2 separate regions of the Gossypium hirsutum genome follow, and region 1 is linked to region 2. Evidence: chromatin contacts called from public Hi-C data. All regions are on one chromosome and are shown on one strand. The core of a region is the stretch at or near the end of the contact, and the rest is flanking DNA. Distances in the headings are between cores, read along the strand shown.

What was found. Hi-C and Micro-C count contacts between places; a contact is called where the count stands out from the background.
Region 1: a Hi-C map of anther shows a contact between it and region 2, with 4 times the contacts expected there. The contact joins the enhancer-like site here to the promoter of LOC107921990 in region 2. A contact is called at or near these places in 11 of 34 Hi-C or Micro-C datasets (anther, callus, hypocotyl and 3 more).

Annotation. Positions count from the first base shown.
Region 1 is chrD01:47,340,630-47,346,919 of Gossypium_hirsutum_v2.1, forward strand. No RefSeq gene overlaps it. Among protein-coding and RNA genes, the nearest start is that of LOC121213592, 9.3 kb to the right of the region's middle. Within about 2 kb of position 4,037, at least 4 of the 9 cell types and tissues checked have an H3K27ac peak or open chromatin away from gene starts, as enhancers often do.
Region 2 is chrD01:47,515,401-47,521,730 of Gossypium_hirsutum_v2.1, forward strand. LOC107921990 (mitogen-activated protein kinase 17) reads left to right here and starts at 2,110. Exons shown (of 13, transcript XR_005909472.1): 1 at 2,110-2,374; 2 at 3,225-3,633; 3 at 3,732-3,859; 4 at 3,958-4,017; 5 at 4,207-4,356; 6 at 4,491-4,646; 7 at 4,737-4,874; 8 at 4,973-5,046; 9 at 5,343-5,441; 10 at 5,517-5,769; 11 at 5,851-5,957; 12 at 6,060-6,198.

The DNA of each region.
Region 1 (6,290 bases), core at 2,787-5,286, 170 kb before region 2:
AATAAATTGAATAATAATCTAAAGTGTAGTGATAAACATAATCAAGTGATCTTTTATAACAATTTAATAATTGATAAGTAAAATAAGTGTTATATGTTATTATGAGTTCTATGAATGATAATAAGTAGAATTTTCACTAAAATAGTTTTGGATAACAACAGTAACTCAACTTTAAAAATTCACCAAAAATTGTATAAGATGATTTAAATGATGATCAAAGTATGAAATTAAATTTCAATGAATATTTTTTTGTATGGAAGGAATATTGTAAGCATTGGGATTGTATTGAATGAAATATATGCATTTTAGTAAGACAATGGTAAATGAATTTCAGGATCCCCTGTTCTGAATTTAAAAAATAATTAAAAATTGTACAAAAATAGTTAGGAGATGAAATTTATATGTATAAAAATATTAATGAGTATAATTTCAAATTAAATAAAAAAAATGTTATACAAATCTTGTACAAAAAGATAAATAATATTTAATGGAGAAGGGCCAGAATTGACTAGCAGCAGAACTGGGGAAGATTTGAAGAAAAAATGGTATTAATCTAATTTGAACTAAATTCTGAAATTTTTATGGTAAAAATTTTCATTGAGTCTGGTTTCAAAAAAAAAGTAGATCTTAATTTCAATTTTTGTAACCCAATATAAAAATAATTTAGTGATTGCTACTCAATTAGACAACCTTGTTAAGAGTATATGTGTAATTAGTGAAAAATAATTAATATTACATATAGGCACGCTATACTAAAAGCCAAATATTCTCATATATATACTTGCACATATAGGATGTGGAATTAAGAGGAGGAAGAGGAAACTAATATAAGAGTTGTAAAGCTAAAAAGTTGTTATAAGTGATGAAATAGCTAATACATAAGAGAAGTATAAATGAAATTATTGAGACATTAAGTGAGTAACTATTATATGACGAATTGATGAAGTATTAGTTTATAAATTGAAGTATTATATAGATTTAAATTGATTGGTATATGTGTGGGATTATGTGTATTGATCTTAACAGGAAAATAAAGAAGTTTTAACTTATTTAGCAAAAGATGACTCAAATTTGCGACATTGGCCACAAGATGTTGCGACATGAACAATCAGAGAACCTAATGTCACATCATTAGCCCCATGATGTCGTGACATTGATCCTTCTTTTCTCTGCCTAGTTCATTTTTTTTGAAAGAGTCTTATACGAACCCCAAATATAATCAAACTTTAGAGAAAGCCTAGAAATAGTCTATAAAACCTTAAATGATTTTTAAAAGGTCTAAAATATGAGAATAACTTCAATAATAATTATGGTTCTTGATTAAAGAATTTATCCTGAAATATAGCATTCCTTTTTCAGGTTTAGGTATAAGCTTGAATAAGGGGTGTTACATACCAGCCCATAATATTTGAGTTACTCATAATGAAAACTTGACTCAACACTTGGTATAATGTCTAGTCTTGAGTTAATGAGATAAAAGTACATAATTAGTTTGCAACTACTAGTACTATAGATAATATTATAATATATCATCCCAAGATAATAAAAAAAAGTGCTAGGTACTTGTAATGGTAAGGAGAATGATGAGTAATATACTTTTTGGTTGATCCATAACATAAATATGTTAGAATGTAAGGAGAATAATGAGTAATATACTTTTGGTTGACCCATAACATAAATATGTTAGAGTGTTATAATTATGAGAACACTCTTGAAGGGATCTACCTATGTGAGGTTGAATTGTGGTTACTTCTAAGAGCTCAAAAGTTTGGCTCTAATAGATGCATGAAAGAGGTTACAAATACATGGTCATGATAGTGTCCTTAGATACTATGCACTGACTTGTGTTAAAATCATTATGTGAGATGTGTTTGGTTAATAAAATGAAATAGTTGGTTAAAAGCATGGTCTACCATGCAATTTTGATTAGCTTTAACATATGTTCACTAAGTGAATGTTCAATCATAAGACACATTCATTTATGCAATTAATGCTCAAAGTTATCAAAATCTAGAATATTTAGAAAAGGAGGAGATTGTTGGAATAGTTTGAAAATAAATAGTGTTCCAATAGTTGGTTATAATATTTAGTTACTAATGAAGAGTTGTCACTATTCATAATGATGGGTTAAGTATCTTAAATATCGAAAATTATGTCTCTTAGATAATTAGCAAAGAATTATAAAAGTTCAAGTAATATTTATCGAATAGTTATGTCTATTTAAGAGATGATTCTATCCAAAACAATATATATTGGATAGTTATGTATCTATGAAAAAACATGAAGAATCCTATAAATAAAAGTAGAATTTCATTTGCATGGCACACAAAAAAATTAGAAAAAAAAAGTTATTTTGTTCTTCCTCCATCTTATACTATTCTTAGATTGTTCATTAAAGAATTACTACATAAATTCTTTATAAAATCGAGTCTTGTTATACACTGCTAAGTGCTCAATGAACTATTTTCATCAATACAAAATGTAATCATTGGACTTTATTGTGTCCTCGAGGTTCATTTTCTACTAACTCTTTTGTGCACCAAAATATAGTAGGACAAACAGAATCTTAAAGAAAGTAGCATGATTATACGCCTTGAAGCTTTTGGTTAATTTCTCATATACTTATTTTATTCCCACACACCAAGAACCACAAACACTAAGTTTTAGCATTCAGTCATTGTCAAAAAATAGTTTCTTAACAGAATTACAAGGATGCAAAACTTAGAAGGGTCTAAATTGAAAAGGAAGAAACCATTCAAGTATTCTTTGTTAAGCATTACCATACGATCTTTTGTTAACTGGACCAAACGGAGAGTCATAGAATCATACATTATTAGATTTGGTTTATTCTCACTCATTAATGAACAAATTAAAGCTTTGGTTTATGAGAATATTTTCTATTTCTATGTTTTCTTTTTATTTTATGATTTTTAAATTGAAAAACACATTTGATAAATAGAAATAAAAATTTGTTTTTAATAATTAAAATATGAAAACATATTTAGTAATTATTTTTCTATAATAGAAATATTAGAAATAAAAAAATACATTTATATGGATCCAATCTTGAGTACCAGGTTTATTATTTGAAAATTTGTTTAAGTACTTTTTGTTTATAAGGGTTTGAACCATGATCAATTCATTTAAAGTTCAAAATCATTATTTTCATCTTCATAAGTTTTATAAAGCATTTTTAGAGAAACTATAGAAAAAACTTTTTTTATTGCTTTCTAACTTTCACTTTTTTTTTTTCAAAGAGCTAACCAAACTTTTTTTTTAAAATATTTTTCATTTTTCAAGAAAACGAAAACGAAAAGAGTTTATGCCTAACCTTTTAAATAAGTCGGTATACTAACAAAGGAGATACAAGTTATTTGACAATTTGGACCGTGAAAAACACTGGGAGTAGATGGTAAACCAACCGTCTTGTCCCAATACATTTGGGACATAATGGGTCCTCTGACCACAGAACCAAGCCTCTCATTCTTTAATTTGGGCCACATTCATAAGGAACTCAAAAAGCTCCAATTCTAGCGTATCGAATTCAAATTTGGGAGGAAATCAATGTGGCATCAACCACAAGCCTAGCACTCATACCTTGGAGTAGATTTCAAATGAACGATCAGACCCTACCACTGATAAACTCATATGCCCTTGGGATCATAAAGTCATGATCGATCTTGTAGGAAAGAATGAGGAGTAGATCCTCTGTCACCGCTCGTTCTCCATTTTTGTGGCTGTAGTTTCAAAGAAGAATTCACAGTTTTCTCAACAAGGACATTATTAACTGGAAGGAAGCTAGGACGAGTTTCTACTACAAATTCATCAACATCTAGAAACATAAAAAATGATTTCATAAGGAACCAAGCTCCAAACCTTGCCCTGCGAGAGCTCTATTCCAATGAAATAGGATGCGCTTTTTGCACAAATCTTCACAACATATAATGCGGAAAAGCAAGAGGAACCTAGTAATGTCATGCCAGACTAAAGAGCAAAATAAAATGCACATGCCCACTGACAGCAGAACTTAAGAGACCATGGCTTGAGGGATTGATTGGTTTTGGAATAATTACCATACTGTAGAAACAATTCGGAAACAGCGAAAGCCTGGAAGCCCTATCCTATCCATCACTTACGTTGGGATTACTCTTCTTAGGCAAGTCGTATTAAAATTCTACCAACCCAACGTTACATCTTGTACTTACAAGGACCCAAAAAACCAATGGAGAAACATCACTCTCAAGCGTAACCAAATCCTTTGGATATTCCCATGGCAATGGAGGATATGAACCTGCTATTCAATCATATATTGATCTCTTTCTCCAAACAATGGCACTCCATGCCCAAGGAAATAACGAGATTGGCAACAACTGTACTGCTTAACCCGACATCCTTCAGATGACCACTACTTTGGACCCTTTTTTTTTTCTTATGTGCCAAAAACGTTATATTTAAGTAAACAAGTTCATTTTTATGCATTATTAGTGAAAAATATTGAAAGAAATATTATGTACATTATATTTGTTTAGCTTTTCAATATATTTTAAGGGATATATTTATTTTTACTGTTTGAAAATCTTGTCTTAAGAAATATGTTAATAACCTTTTGACAAGTGATATCGAACTAACTTTTAACTATTCAAGTTTTTGTTAAGCGTCTTGATCTGTAGGGAAGGTGCGGTGATCAATTGTGACTACAAACCGAACTCCTAAGGGCAATGTTGGGCAAAATGATAAAAAAAAAAAAGTCCTTGTCAAGCTTCACGACATGAGTTGAAAAATTCTCACATTAAGGCCCAATTTCGGTCATGTATAGATATAGATTTTTGCATTTCGAGTCGATTTGATCTCCTCTAAATTTATTTTAAACAATTTATTTATTATTTAACTTTAATTATAAAAATATATAAAATATCAATTGATATTTTATTAATTTTTAAATAGTAAAACATATTTTTTTAGCAGACCAAGTTGGCTTGAGCATGGGCCTAGGCTTTAAATTTTTTGAAATCAAGCCTCAGCCTGACCCGACCTGAAACAATACTATTAATCCCTCATAAATAGATAACTAAAGATTTCTAGATGTTTAAATTGATACACTACACATCCAGAACTCCAATGTTTGAAATGTGGCTTTTTTACCTCAATAATACAAAAAAAAAATTTATTAACTTAAATGGTATCTCTTACCAAAATAGTATGTTTTGAATATTAACCATAGGTGGTGCCTCACAAGGTGGCAGCACCACCCATTTTTTTCCACCATCATCAAGCCATCATTAGGTCATAATAGAGTTCAAAAAAAAATCATATTTTATTGGTAGTGCCACCCTATACGACGGCATTGGTATGAAGTACAACCGGGTACAATATAGGTTGTGTACAGGTTCAAAAAATAATTTGAAGGGGTGGAGGATGAAAGTCAAGCGGCACCACTATTGTAAAAAAGAAATACTAACTCGTAACTGAGAAGCAAAAAAAGGGGAGAGAATAAGGCTTGAGGAAGCAATAAAAGGGGGAGGGACCCCATGACTATCCGATCACGTCTGCCACAGGCAATTAGACCAATATTGCCTAACTGTTAGGCAGCACCGATCTAACCCCCTGCGACGGACATAACCGGATAGTCACAGGCTCCCCCCTTCTTTTTGCTTCCTCAGCCCCGAATTTTACCCCAATTTCCCCAATTTCCCCTTTAACCTGTATATATAACTTGGTCCCTGCTTGTTTGTGTGTTTGAAAAAAAAAAAAGAGATTGGCAATTTAGGTTAGGAAGGAGTGTTTGTGTTGGAATGAAAGGAAACACCCTAGTAGCTGATATGTTTTCTAATTTTTTTTTGTAATTATTATTTGTTTGTTTTTTTTATTTAATTAATATAAAAAAATTATTAAATGTTGAAATGGTATGGCCAAATTTTTTTTGAGATTTTCCAGGTTTTTTTTTTGTGATTATTATTTTTTAAGATTTTCAACATTAAATTTTTACATTTTTAATATTTTTTTTTGAAAATTTATTATGTGATGTTATTTGAATGTATTAGAGATATATGTTTAATTTTTTGCATGTATAATAAAATAATATTTTTATTTTTATAATAATATTTTTTTGCGAAAAAAAATAGTTTAGTATTTTTGGGAGAAGAGCTTGTGTTGGAAGGAACCATTAGTAAGCAGGTATGTGTTTTTATATATTTTTTAATAATAATTTTGAAAGTTTTTTTTATATATATCTATATTTGCTTTGCTTTTATATTATATTTTTGTCAGACGATGCCGAAAAATATTATAGA
Region 2 (6,330 bases), core at 860-3,359:
TATGTTAATATCTCTTTCGAGAGTAAGAACAACTGACCTTAGGTTGATCCGTAGAAATCACATTCACTAATTTGCATAATTAATCATCCAAAAACACATTAAGAATAAGATTAAAATATATTACTTTTATAACTTATCAAACTTGAGACTTATCAAATTGGTGTCCAATAAGATCTCGTCTTGGTCTCACTTATTTTGGTTTTCCCTTAGGGAATAAATCCTAAGTTTTAAGTTTATTCAATTTAGTCCAATTTTTTTGCAACTCAGTCCCTCATCCAAAAATTAACTTACTCACATCTCCATCAACCAAATCCCTTATAATTTAGTTATCCATGCTAAAATCTAAGTAGCAAACAAGCAAGAAAAGGAAATGACAGCCATTAACATAAAAGCTTGAGAAAAGATGAAAGATAGGATATTTACTCTATAAAACTTATAAGAAAAGTGTAGATTAACATTCAACAGTAAAATGAAGTACAAAGAACATAAAAGTTGAAGTCTTTAAAAGATTGGACAACTTATTATTGCCAAACTTCAAAGCATACAAGTTTTCAAGCTTTTTCCGCAATGTGCCCACATGTGTTTCTTGATCAATGTGGTTATAAACATTCTTTTCAACAAATTGTTGAATAAAACCACACACTTATTGATACTCAAATTCTCACTCTTCAACAGTTTTTGACTTGGGCTTTTGAGTAGCAAAAATACAAAAATGTAAAGCCTTCCCAAACAAAAGATTTTTCATTTTGTTTCGCCAAAGTTGATAATTTGTGTCATTTAACATAATCCATCTTACTAGTGCTAATTTCTATGATTACCAAACACGATAACTAAGCTCTTGATACTAGTTTGTCTAAACGAAACCAAACCCAATGAAACAACGCGAAAGCACGCACGATCGATATTCTTCTGCTCTCGAAAAATCAATTCAGTAATTATGACAAACCCAATAACACAATATATATAACAATTTGTGCAAATCAACCACAATATCGCAAGCAAAACTAATAAATCGAGAAACAACTTTTACGTGGAAAACCCTTTTAAAGCAAAGAGAAAAAACCACAAGATTAAAAAGTCCTTTCTACAAGATCACAATCAAGCCATCATAAAGAATATACAATTCAAACAATGCTATAAACAACTAATTTTAAACAAACTTTAAGAGAAAAGTTGAGAATTTCACCAAAAAGAGGTTGACTTTAAAAGCTAAAAATTCAAAGTTACAGTACCCAAAAAGAAATTAATCTGTACACATTAAAAAAAAGCTCCAACGAACATCGAATCAACCTTCGATAAAAGAAAATACAAAGGTTGATTTGTGTATAAAGAACAATTTTTTCTCTCCCACTTCTCTTTTCTTAGATTTTATCGGTACACCAAAAGAAATCTAACCTTTTTTTTTCAGTAGTTCCCACACGTATATATGTAGGGTAAATATAAGTGGACTCCCACATAGTGGGACGCTTGAGCACAAGCCCAAGAGAAAAAATATTTAACATAATAATATATATAAATATATATTTTATTATATAATTACATATTTATTATTTTATTTATATAAATAAAATAATTGTAATTAAAAATATGAATTAAAAATAAAATTTGAAAACATGTTTATTAACTAAAAACATTAATTAAAAAATAAAAATAAAAAATCTTGAAACAATATGAATTAATTCAATTAAAAAGTAAAAATTAGAAATTAAAATAAAAGGAAAAACTTGAAATGGAATTAAAATAAAATAATAATAAAAAGCTCCAATCAACCCTAAAATGCTAATCAAGGATGGTGACAAGTCAATGAAAGCGCTTCACGTATACAGTACTTACGTAAGCAAAAACGAATTATTTCTCTAAATACTTAATAAAGCAGTTTATATCTTTAATTTTTTTAAAACAATATATATAAATAAATTTTCCCTAATTAAAATTTGCAATTAAAACAATAAAAATAACAAAAATATTGTTTTTATTTAAAATTTACTTGGTGAATAGATTTTTTGTGGATTTCCTTGAAACGTGAAAGGGTTCATTCATAGAAAACAGCTAATTGTTAATTGTTATCTACCCTATATATTTAATATAAATACTTGACATGATCAAGTTGTTCGTTTTGTCAACATCCAACCCCACTGGATTCAAGATAGATAGTATATACACGTATAAAATACGCCAACTGGTGCTGTATTTCTACGTATAAGGTGGTGGAGGTGTTATTTGAGCAGTTCATATCTGTTCTGTGGTTTCAGCGTCTATTTGAAGCTCTCGTCATCAATTTCATATCTTGTCTCCGCATTTATTTGAACCTCTTTATCATCAATCTTCAAGCTTCAGCTGCAGCCTTGGATTCGTTTGCCCCCGAAAGAATAGGGTAATTTCTTTTGGCTCTGTAACCGCTTAAATTATCTGTTTTTATTTCAATGAGTTATGGGTTTTTTTTCTTCTTTCCTTTTCTTTTTGGGGAGCTTGAATGTCTATTTGATGAGTGATATGGAGGTTTGAAGTTTTGCTCATATAATGGAAATTTTAGCGACGAAAATGACTTGAAAATGAAATGCTTTTTACCTACAAGCTCTTTTAGTTGAATTTCTTCTCTTGACTTTTAATAATAACTAGGAATTTGTCTGCCTGGAATTTCCTTTCTCAGATTCTTTATTTATTAATTAATTTATTTTTTAAGTCCTAAACATTCTCTAGACATGGCTATTATTCTAATATTTTGAAATTTTGGAAATAGATGTTAAAAGAATCATCTTTGATGTGTTTGGTTTTGTCTTTTTCTTGGTTTAATATACAAATATTTGCATCCAATTGAGAAGTTAGGGTTGCTAGAGGTCACCATAGAAAACAAGTTTTCCTTATTTGGTTATGGGATTTTATGACGGTGAATTTGGATTTGATCTTTTCCACGAACTATGAAGATGAGCATAGTCACTATATAAAAATATGAGTAAAAATCTGATATATCTATACATTCGAAAGAGTATGATAGGATCTATTCGGATTCAAATTCGAACCAAATCTACAGATTCGAGTACAGTCATTTGAAAATCAAATCCATAGATTCCCAGTACTTAGAAGGTTAACATCTAATTCTATGCTAGGTAGTTTCAATACTTTTTTTTGTATTACTTCAAGTATGTTGTGAACCCATTCAAAGTGTAAGCTTTTCATATTGGTTTTGTTTAACATGGAACCTAATGGATTCTTATTTTGATCAGAAAATGTTTGACAAAGACTTTTTCACTGAATATGGTGAAGCAAGTCAATATGAAATAACAGATGTAGTTGGCCGAGGAAGTTATGGTGTGGTTGCATCTGCAATAGATACTCACACTGGAGAGAAAGTGGCTATTAAGAAGATGACCAATATCTTTGAGCACACCCCTGATGCAATCCGCATTCTTAGAGAGATCAAACTCCTACGGTTGCTGCGACACCCGGATATAGTTCAAATAAAACACATAATGCTTCCTCCATGTAGTCGAGAATTTAAAGATATATTTGTTGTTTTTGAGTTGATGGAATCTGATCTTCACCATGTTATAAAGATAAACGACGATCTAACCCCTGACCATCATCAATTTTTCTTGTACCAGCTTCTTCGGGGTCTAAAATACATTCACACAGGTGGCTTATATTCACCCATCTATTGCAGTAGAGTTTTCTCCCAATTTGTGAAAATAATGACCCACTTTGTTTTTACCTTTTTGTTTCAATTTTATCAGCTCATGTTTTCCATAGAGATTTAAAGCCAAAAAATATACTTGCTAATGCGGACTGCAAACTGAAGCTTTGTGATTTTGGACTTGCTCGGGTATCATTTACTGATGTACCTTCAGCTATTTTTTGGACTGTAAGTGTTTCCTTCTTGCCTTATGACTTCTGCTACTTATTGCCATTGTTTATGCAATGTATGCTATCATTCACATCTGATTATCATTTATTTTCAAGGACTATGTGGCTACTAGATGGTATCGTGCTCCTGAGCTGTGCGGTTCATTTTTCTCAAATGTAAATGCTGTAGTCCTTTATCTTATTGAAATTAATTTACTATAATCTGTTTAAAGGACTTGTCCTTCTCCTTCTCATACACGTATACACTGCTGCTACAGTTTTACTTATATCCATTCAGGTTAATCAATTTGAGCAAACTCCTTTAAGAACTTTATTAATTGATTTCAAAAACCTGATCTTCTGCAGTACACCCCTGCTGTTGATATTTGGAGTGTAGGATGTATATTTGCTGAGTTGCTTACAGGGAAACCGTTGTTTCCTGGGAAGAATGTCGTGGATCAGTTGGAACTCGTGACTGATTTGCTTGGCACTCCCTCTGTGGAAACAATTGCAAGGGTCTGCTATCTATTGATTGGAGAAAATTTTCATCAGTTCTTGTTGGGAGCCTCTTTAAGTTACTTCCTAGCTTTATTCTAAACATGGCCAAGATCTGGTTTCCTGACCATCTTGATTCTTCATAATATCTGCAGATACGAAATGAAAAAGCTAGAAAGTATTTGAATAGCATGAGAAAAAAGAAACCAATCCCTTTCTCACAAAAATTTCCAACTATAGATCCATTGGCCCTCAATTTGCTTGAGCGTCTCATCGCATTTGATCCTAATGATCGTCCATCTGCTGAGGAGGTAAAGTTGAGGGGTTTCTGTTAGTTTCAGATTTTGCTCCCTTTTCTTCTTGCTCTATTTTATTTCTTTACTTGATTGATCTTTATGCAGGCATTAGCTCATCCATATTTCCACGGATTGGCAAATCTGGACAATGAACCATCCATGAAACCCATTTCAAAATTTGAATTTGAATTTGAACGAAGGAAATTGGCAGAAGATGATGTCCGAGAGCTAATCTACAGAGAGGTATTTATGTGTACAGTGATTAGTCTTTGCCTTTCCATTTTAGTTTCATCTTTCATTTATTGTTCACTTGTGGTGCATCTTATTTTAAATGTGAATAGATATTAGAGTACCATCCGCAGATGCTTCAGGAGCACCTTCAAGGCAAAGATCAGATTAGCTTCATGTATCCAAGGTCAGGCATCGTACTATTTCTAAGTGTCAATCATAACAGTGAGGATCCATGTTGGAACTGCAAAGTGATGAATTTTGATCTTTCTTTATATGAAAGAGGAATTATATTTGAACCTCTACTTCACATTTAGTACAACAATCTTCTGATGGTTTGTCCAAGTTCTAATAGGATTTATAATCTTCAAGCTATATGTTAAACCACCTTAAAATTTGGATCTTTAAGTTAATGTTTCTGCCCCTCTTTTAATCTAAACACTAATGAATGTTAAGTTAATTGTGTGTTTTGTGTCAACCTAGTGGAGTTGATCGGTTTAGACGACAATTTGCTTGTCTTGAGGAATATGGAACGAATGACAGTGGCATTCTGCTACAAAGGAAATATACATCTTTGCCTAGGTGAATTGCTAGAATTGCTCCTCGCTTGCAATTTGTTTGATTTGAATATGCTGACTATGACCATTTGTTTCTTAGGGAACGAATCTGCAATGATGATACTGATCACATTGATCAATCAAAAAAGCGTACCGTGTCTTCTGCTACTCGTGCGACATATCAAAGCCCTACAAAATTGCAAGGATCCGGGGACTTTGGATACGCAAACCAGAATGTTTCAGGGACTCAGGAAACCTCTGGGAAACCTACTTCAAGTACTGCCCGTTGCCTGTTGAAAAGCAATAGCATCAGTGCTTCAAGGTGTGTTGGTGTCATTCAGAAACCTTGTGAGGTATGTGTTCTCTAATCACGAATACTATTGCTGTTTGTTAAAGTTTCACTTCATGCGGGTTTTCATATCCTCCATTTCCAGGTGCACAATGAAGTACAGAAAGCAATAGCTTAATCCATCTCTGTTCGACATAGATTCTGGTGCTTTGTTATATTTTGCTATGTCTGCAACTTTCATTACCTTTGGAGGTACCTAGTCTATCTTCAGAGGCCATAAAAATTGTGGAAACTTACTATTAGAGATCTTTTTGGCGCTCTAACCAATTAATATTGGTGACCTGGCTGATGTAGCTTGTAGCTGTTATTTATGATTCTTCAGATGGAGTTACCTACCTGTTTTCCATCGAAGACTTTTAACAAATTAGCTTCTCGTCGTGGAGATGGGAAAGAAAAATTAGTTAAGGGAGTCAATTGGGTCTTTGCTGTAAAGGTACGCATACTTTGCAGTTAATACTCAAAAAGTTGACTAGGTTTCAACTGCAGTTTCACATGAATCAAGCAATTCAATTAGAGGCACATTTTGGCAATTTCATTTCTGTGAAACCAAGATCATATTTACAAC